Linked DNA regions of Sus scrofa: region 2 is linked to region 1. A link is a contact called in public Hi-C data. All regions are on one chromosome and are shown on one strand. Each heading gives the region's core, a stretch centred on a gene start, on an enhancer-like site or on the middle of the called end of the contact. The rest is flanking DNA. Distances are from core to core; before and after follow the strand shown. Region 1 holds the start of APOF (ovarian and testicular apolipoprotein N). Region 2 holds the start of SPRYD4 (SPRY domain-containing protein 4).

The links. Hi-C and Micro-C count contacts between places; a contact is called where the count stands out from the background.
Region 2: a Hi-C map of liver shows a contact between it and region 1, with 1.6 times the contacts expected there. The contact joins the promoter of SPRYD4 here to the promoter of APOF in region 1. A contact is called at or near these places in 2 of 5 promoter capture datasets (fetal liver and liver), 24 of 47 Hi-C or Micro-C datasets (alveolar macrophages, blood, brain and 12 more) and 2 of 2 datasets of contacts at active chromatin or transcription factors (alveolar macrophages and skeletal muscle).

Annotation. Positions count from the first base shown.
Region 1 is chr5:21,759,094-21,763,048 of Sscrofa11.1, reverse strand. It overlaps APOF (ovarian and testicular apolipoprotein N), which reads left to right and starts at 2,296. Exons shown (of 2, transcript NM_001003925.1): 1 at 2,296-2,373; 2 at 2,516-3,379. The coding sequence starts at 2,536. The coding sequence ends at 3,300.
Region 2 is chr5:21,802,057-21,806,011 of Sscrofa11.1, reverse strand. It overlaps SPRYD4 (SPRY domain-containing protein 4), which reads right to left and starts at 1,667. Exons shown (of 4, transcript XR_002344303.1): 1 at 1,513-1,667; 2 at 436-1,145. MIP (lens fiber major intrinsic protein) reads left to right here and starts at 1,048. Exons shown (of 6, transcript XM_021092895.1): 1 at 1,048-1,178.

The DNA of each region.
Region 1 (3,955 bases), core at 1,047-3,546:
ATGGATTCCCAGATCCAGGAATTTCAGGCAACAGTGTCAGTCTCCTGTTGAGTCACTTATTGCTTGTCCCAATTTTATCGCTGTGCCTCAGTAGCTCTCTGGAGACTTACTCTTCTCCTTCTAGGAGCCCCCTTTCTTTGGGTTAGTAGCACCCGCTGGCAAATGAGGATGAGTGCAATATGGAAGGCACTTTGGACCCTTCTTATTGGACTGTTCCTTTTGGCTTTTTGATGGAGGTGGATCACAGCACTAGATGGAGAGTTTTGTGACATATGATGGGTGGGGATGTTGCACAGTTTTTAGAAGGCACCAGATGCTCCCATTCTCATTTTCTTTCTTATGATCACCTACTAAACACCAGGTTGAGCCCAGTTCCTACAGTTGAATTAGTGTTGGAAGGCAGTACTCTTCAGATGAAGAATGTGCTTTTGTGTTTGGTATTCAATTAAACACGTAAAATTAAAAGTTGTTAGAGTCCCCATTGTGGTTTAGCGGGTTAAGGACCAGACGTTGTCTCCTTGAGGATGCCGGTTTGATCTCTGGCCTTGCTCAGTGGGTTAACGATCCAGCGTTGCCGTGGGCTGTGGTGTAGGTTGCAGGCGTGGCTCGGATCCCAAGTTGCCGTGGCTCTGGCATAGGCCGGCGGCTACTGCTCCGATTCAACCCCTAGCCTGGGAACCTCCATATGCCGCAGAAGCGGTCCAAAGAAATAGTAAAAAGACAAAAAAAAAAAAAAAAAAAAAAGTTGCCAATGTTGGGAGTTCCCCGGTAGCTCAGTGAGTTAAGGATCCTGTGTTGTCACTGCTGTGGGGCAGGTTCAACCCCTGGCCATGGAACTTCCACATGTGGGGGTGGCCAAAAAATGGAGGGGAAAAAAAAAGAATGTAAAAACAAAGTTGTGATTTGATCTGATGTGCCAATGGATTCTATTGTCCTGTTCTTCCCTCTGTTAAGTCCATTGAATAAGAACTATTTTGGACAAATTTATGGTTACCAAAGGGTAAACAGTGGGGAGGGATAAGTTAGGAGATTAACAGATAAACATAACTATATCTAAAATAAACTATAAGGATCCACTGTAGAGCACAGGGAACTATATTCAGTATCTTGAAATAATCTATAATGGAAAAAAAATCTGAAAAAGAATATATGTGTACCTGAATCACCTTGCTATACACCTAAAACTAACACAGCATTGTAAATCAACTATACCTCAATTTTTTTTTTTTTTTTAAGCTTTTTAGGGCCACACCCACAGCATATGGAAGTTCCCAGGCTAGGGTTTGAATTGGAGCTACAGCTGCTGGCCTACACCACCGCTCACGGCAATGCCAGATCCTTAACCCACTGAGCGAGGCCAAGGATCAAACCCTCATCCTCGTGGATTCTAGTTGGGATTGTTAACCACTGAGCCATGAAGGGAACTCCCTACTTTTTTTTTTTTTTTTTTTTTTTCTTTTTAAAAAAATGTGTTTTTTTGTTTTTTGTTTTTTGGGTTTTTTTTTTGGCCACTCTGAGGCATCTGGAGTTCCCAGGCCAGGGATCAGATCCCAGCCGCAGTTGCAACCTATGCCAGAGCTGTGGCAACACAGGGTCCTTAACCCACTGTGCTGGGGATTAAATATTTGTCCCAGTACTTCAGAGACACCGCTGATCCTGTTGCGCCACAGTGGGAACACCTATACTTCAATTTAAAAAATAAGAAATAAAAAAATGTTAGAGTTCGCGTTGTGGCTCAGCAAGTTAAGAACCCAGTATAGTATCCATGAGGATGCAGGTTTGATCCCTGGCCTTGCTCAGTGGGTTAAGGACCCAGCGTTGCCACAAGCTGTGGCGGTCACAGATGTGGCTCAGAACTGGCAATGCTGTGGCTGTGGTGTAGGCTGGCAGCTGCACCCCCAGTTGGACCCCTGGCCTGGGAACTTCATATGCCACAGATGTGGCCATAAAAAAAAGAAAAAAAAATTTTACAAAAACTATTTTAAGGTCTCCTTCTTATCTGGAAATCATTGGCATTCCCTGTCTTTCACCTCCCACTTCCCCAGAAGACAAAGGGGAATTTTTCCTGGTCTAAATTTTGGTGTAGAGAAATCCTTAGGGTGAGAGGGATATGGGGCAGGAAAGGCAGTATCCACAGAGGGAGAAACCTGATTTCAGCATGGGGGCAAAGGTGAGGTCAAAGCCTGAACCAAGAAGAGGCAGATAAATATTTGTGAATGTTATGTCTTTCGCTGTTATTAGAGAGGTCAACTTTTTTGGCTGGGGTAAAGGAAAAGTCCGATCTAGAAAGCAGTCATTTACATCAGGGAAGCACCAGGGCAAAGGACGTGTTTAGACCATCTCATTCCTCCGGCTTGTTTTTTTCTGGAGCAAGTGAGTATCTCCCATGGCCTATAAGATCTGATATCCAGGGTGACTGAAGTTTCCGAGTGCTAAGCCACTTCTCAGCTTTGACCAGTCCTTCATCCCAAGCCTTTCCCCACTTCTCAAGCTGAGCACTGCTTCTTTCCAGCAGGGCTGTTTTGCAAACCCACCATGATCCAGACTGAGCTGCTCTTTTGCTGTGTCTTGCTGTCCTCGGTGACTGCCTTTCCAAGAAGTGCCCAAGAAGGGGCCCTGACCTTCCAGCCACCTTTCACAGAAACTGGGGGTCCTCTGGACATGCTCTCCAATCAGATCTCTCTCCCAGATCCCAAGATGTGTCAGGATCTCTTGCACGTGGTCCCCTCCTTAGCCCCTCTGCCTGAGTACCTATCCAACTTAGCTCTGGAGGTGGCCCTGGAGGAGGTCGGCTGCCTGACTGAGGCCCACATGCTGGAACTTCAGCTTGTTAAGATGGGAGGAAAGGACACCACTGAAACCCTCATCCGTGAGAGCAAAAAGCGCAATGAAGAAAAAGGGATCAACGATGGTGAGATCATGCTGAGGGGTCTAGAAGGATCCCCGGGGGAGCTTAGGCGGGTCCAGCGCTCAGTTACCCTTCCTGAGGCATGTCAGCAGGAGGGTAGATGGGTGCTCTACGAGCTAGCAGAACTGATAGGTGAGTTTGCTGAGAAGCTCCCTTCCACTGAGCTGGTAAGAGAGTTAAAGACAGCTGCTGTTGATGTCACCCAGAAGTGCACAGATGAGTCCTGGCAGCATTTGGAAGCAGTAGGCAATCGGTTGATGAAAAACCCTGAGACCAAAGATTTCACAATGCCTATGGACGATCAGATATACTTTGTCAAGCGTTCTGTAGCCATTCTGGCACGTGTTATACTGGAATTCATACAGAAATATTTCCAGGAGTTTTTTGGATAGGGAAGCCCTCTGAGGCATCATATTTCCTTTCTCAAATGTCTCTAAAAGACATGTGACTAGAGTCAGCTTTGCTAGCTCTCTTAGTTGGTCCTAAGCCTATTTTTTCTTTCAATTTCCCTCTAAGTTGTCAAATACTGTGGGTGTATTAGGTACTAGACTTGAGGGATATTGTAATCTTTCACCATTCATCTACCTTTCTAGTTTCCCAACTGGATGCTACACCTTGCTTATGTTAATTTTTAAACTGAAAAAAGATTAAAAGTTGCTTCTATATCAGAATCACAGTTAATTGGTCCTTTTTTTTTTTTTTTTTTTTTCTCTTTTTGCCTTTTTCTAGGGCTGCTCCCATGGCATATTGAGGTTCCCAGGCTAGAGGTCTAATTGGAGCTGTACGCCAGAGCCACAGCAACGTGGGATCCAAGTCACGTCTGCAACCTACACCACAACTCACAGCAACACCAGATCCTTAACCCACTAAGCAAGGCCAGGGATCGAACCTGCAACCTCATGGTTCCCAGTCGGATTCATTAACCACTGTGCCACGATGGGAATTCCTAATTGGTCTTTCTTAACTCTGGGTCTCCACCGCTTCTTTTGTGATCTAGAGATGGAATGTGGCTGGGACATGCAGGAAGTGCCAATGTCTTTTGAGGCT
Region 2 (3,955 bases), core at 418-2,917, 44 kb before region 1:
CCAGGCGTTAGAGGTTTACAAATTAAGGCAGATGGACTCGGGGTGAGAAGAGCTACAGCTGTGTGGGGCTGAGAGTCTGTAACATTGAGATATAGAAAGGAAGGCTGTTAACATTCTGACACAGTCTGTAAAGCACTTTCTGAGGGAGCCAGAGCCCAGACTCTGTGTACTGTACAGAAAGGGCCAAGTCATTGACTGCACCACTCCTTCAGCCAGAGGTAGAAAGGATTTACTCTGGAGAGATTCCGTAGAGCCCCCAAAACAAGTTATGTGTGGGCAAAGGGAGGAAGAGGTAGCACAGTGATGAATAAATTCTAACAAAGCTGAAAGGTAAGACTCCAGGACTGAATACAGTCTGAGAAAGTACATTCATGGTAGCCTAGGAAATTGGCAGTAGTTTGGGGGAGGGGAGAGGGTGGCTGGCTGTATGCCTACCTTTCACAGGACGGGAAACAAAGACGACTGAGATATTGCACAGAGGACCTGTCACTGAACTAGTGACAGGTGGGAGCTGGTACTTGCTTGGGCCACAATTAAAAGGTTTCGGACACTTTTTGAGCAGGAGGCTGGCCAAGAGCATGATTAGGGACTTCAGTGATGGACATATTAGAGGCCTTCTGGTACCTCAAGCCCTGAGTGAGTCAGCAGTTCTCCATCCCAAAGGGCAAAGGCAGGCACCACTGGACCCCGGAAATCTGTCTGTAGTGTATGGACCACAGCAACCCGGTTCACATCCACCAGGCTCAGCTTCTGGGCCTCATACTCCAGCAGCAGCCCCACCTTCTCTGGCTGCCCAATGCCCTCAATAGGGGCCTTCTCGTTGGCCAACATGGTGTGCCACTTGCGCTGGGCATAGGTGAACACCCAGGAACGGTCGTCAACACCGATGCAGCTATCCCGGGACATGTCCACATCTGCCACTCCTATCCGGAATTGCTGTGAGCGCTTCACTGTCACCTCCCAGTAGTGTCTGCCACTGGTGATCGCTGTGTCTGCCAACACCACTGCCCACTCCCGGAAGCGCTCCACATTCAGGGCCAATTTTGTGGGCTCCAATCCCACCATGCCATATTTGACACCTGTGTCACTTTTGAAGAGGGCCAAGCTGCTGTGGGCTGTCTTTTCTTCCAGTTTGAAACTGACGCCTGCCGGGCAGAGAAGAGAAACGGGATAATGAGGTGAGCTAGAACTCTAGAGCTAGCGACATACACATATTCTGATCTGAAGCAGACAGTCATGAGATTACCAGGAAACGTGAATCAGAATTTCAAGCGAGAACGACAGTGGGGGCACTTTAGTATGGATAGCCCAAGAAGCCGAAAAGCTTGGACTGGGAAAGCCCTAGAATTTAAGGAAACCAGAGAAGGTCCCAAGTTTGGAATCTCAAGACCAACGCAGATGGGGGAGGGGAAACGAATCGAAGGGACTGGAGTTGTTTCTCTGAGCAGGCTCTAAGAATAACAGACCGAAACTACCTTGGAAGTGAAAGAGAATAAAAGGGGGTAATCCTACCTCTGCGGGTTTCCGCGGCAGCAATCCCTAACCTTTTGGCTCCCCAGCGGCACAGGCACAGTGGACGTGCAAAGGGCAGCGCCATCTTGCGCTCCGGATGAAGAGGACACGCCCCCCATCTGAGACCCTGCTTTCCTCCCGCGGGTTCCCATCACACGTTGCGCGCAAGGGGCGTCGCGCGGTGTGATGACGTAGGGGAGCCAGCGCCTGGCAGGGAGCCGCCATTTTAGTGAGTTCTGTTTGGTTTCACCCGTGCTTGGTCCAATTTATAAAGTTTTTCTGCAGAGAGGAAAGCTGCTCACGTTTTAACTAAATAGGATCTTTAGAAAAAGGATGTAGCAAAATGGCTAGACGTACAGATCTTAGAATTAAACAGTAATTAGGAGTTCCCGTCGTGGCTCAGTGGTTAACGAATCCGACTAGGAACCATTCAGTTGAGGGTTCGGTCCCTGCCCTTGCTCAGTGGGTCGACGATCCAGCGTTGCCGTGAGCTGTGGTGTAGGTCGCAGACGCGGCTCGGATCCCGCGTTGCTGTGGCTCTGGCGTAGGCTGGCAGCTACAGCTCCGATTCGACCCCTAGCCTGGGAACCTCCATATGCCGCGGGGAGCGGCCCAAGAAATGGCAAAAAGACAACAACAACAACAAAAAAGAATTAAGCAATAATTGGATTCGAACCCGGCTCCTCTGTTTGGCTTTGGGCAAATCAGTTAACTTCTCTAAGCCTTAATGGTTTCACTTGTAGAACAGAAAAATGTCTAGCCGTCAGGCCCTAGTAAAAATTAAACCAGAGAACAATCTAGGATACATCTTGACAAATAGCAACCACTGGGTAAGTGGTTGTACTAATAAATACTGAGTACTATAAATGTTGGTTTTGTGTTTTCAGCGCTGGCAATGGAAGGTTTAACAACAGAGAAATATCACTATTTTGGTTCAGAATGGAACTTAGGAGATGGGTGATTATGGCGGGCCTACATTTTTAACATTTTTATTTTCTTGATATTCTACATCCCTGCGTTTCAGACTGTTCACTTCAGGTGGGAGAGCCCCAGTTTCCTCAAGATCTCAACATTCTGCTGGCCAGCCCAATAAAATTTCCCTGCTTTAGCATTACAACCACCCATGCTGTGGATATGTCCCTTGCTCAGGCCACTGTTATCCTTGATATGAATTGGGGCTTTTTTGTTTTAAATGTAACCTGGGAGTTCCTGATGTTGTGCAGTGGTTAAGGATATGGATTGTCTCTGTGGCCCAGGTCCCTGCTGCAGATCCCTCCTCCAAGGAACTTCCATATGCTATGGTGCGGCCAAAAATAAAGCTAAATAAATGAATGAATGTAGTAGCTTATAAACTGGTCTCCAGTTTCCATCCGACTGCTTTAATCCAATGTCCACACTACAGAGTGATTTTATGTCACAAATCTGATGATGCACTCCTCTAACTAAAATCTTTCAATGTATCTGCACCAAATTTGCTGGCATTGTCATAAAGCTTTACATGATAGGACTGCTGCCTACCATCGTCTTTCTCACCAGAGTCCCTCTTTCAAAGGTCTGCAATCTAGTGGAGAGATAGATGAGAATATTGGCAGCTGCAATCTGATGCGATACAGGCAAAGGAGAATACATTACTCTAACATATGAGGGTGTGTTGGAGAGAGACTTCCCAGAAACCATAGCTATAGTTTGCAAAGCAAAAATGGTTAAGCAGGAGTTCCCATTGTGGCTCAGTAAGTTAGGGATCAGACTAGTGGAGTCCCTATTGTGGCTCAGTGGTTAACAAACCCTACTGGTATCTGTGAGTACTCCGGTTCAATCCCTTGCCTCGTCCAGTGGGTTAAGTTTCCAGTGTTGCTGTGAGCTGTAGTGTAGGTCGAAGACGCAGCTCAGATCCCGAGTTGCTGTGGCTGTGGTGTAGGCCAGCAACAGACTTCCATGTGCTGAAGGTGTAGCCTTAAAAAAATAAAAAATAAAAAAATAAATCAGACTAGTATGCACAAGGATGTGGGTTTGAGCCCTAGTCCAGCTCAATGAGTTAAGGATCCAGCATTAACTCAAGCTGTGGCATAGGTTGCAGATTTAGCTCAGTTCTGTTATTGCTGTGGCTATGGCATAGGCCTGCAGCTGCAGCTCTGATTTGACCCCTAGCCTGGGGACTTCCTTATGCCACATGTGCCGCCATAAAAGAAAAGAAAAGGGGGGGAGGTAAAGCAGGTGGGGGAGCCCCAGTTTGCTCAAGACCTCAGCTAATGTCCTCTTCCCAAATAGACACATTTTCTCTAGAGTATCTCATCCACACTGGTGGAGTCCACTATCATCTATTGGAAAAGAACTCTCAAAATCTCTACCCCATATTTCTTTTCTTTTCTTTCTTTTTTTTTTTTAGGGCCGCACCCTTGGCATATAAAGCTTCCCGGGCTAGGGGGCCAATTGAAGCTGTAGC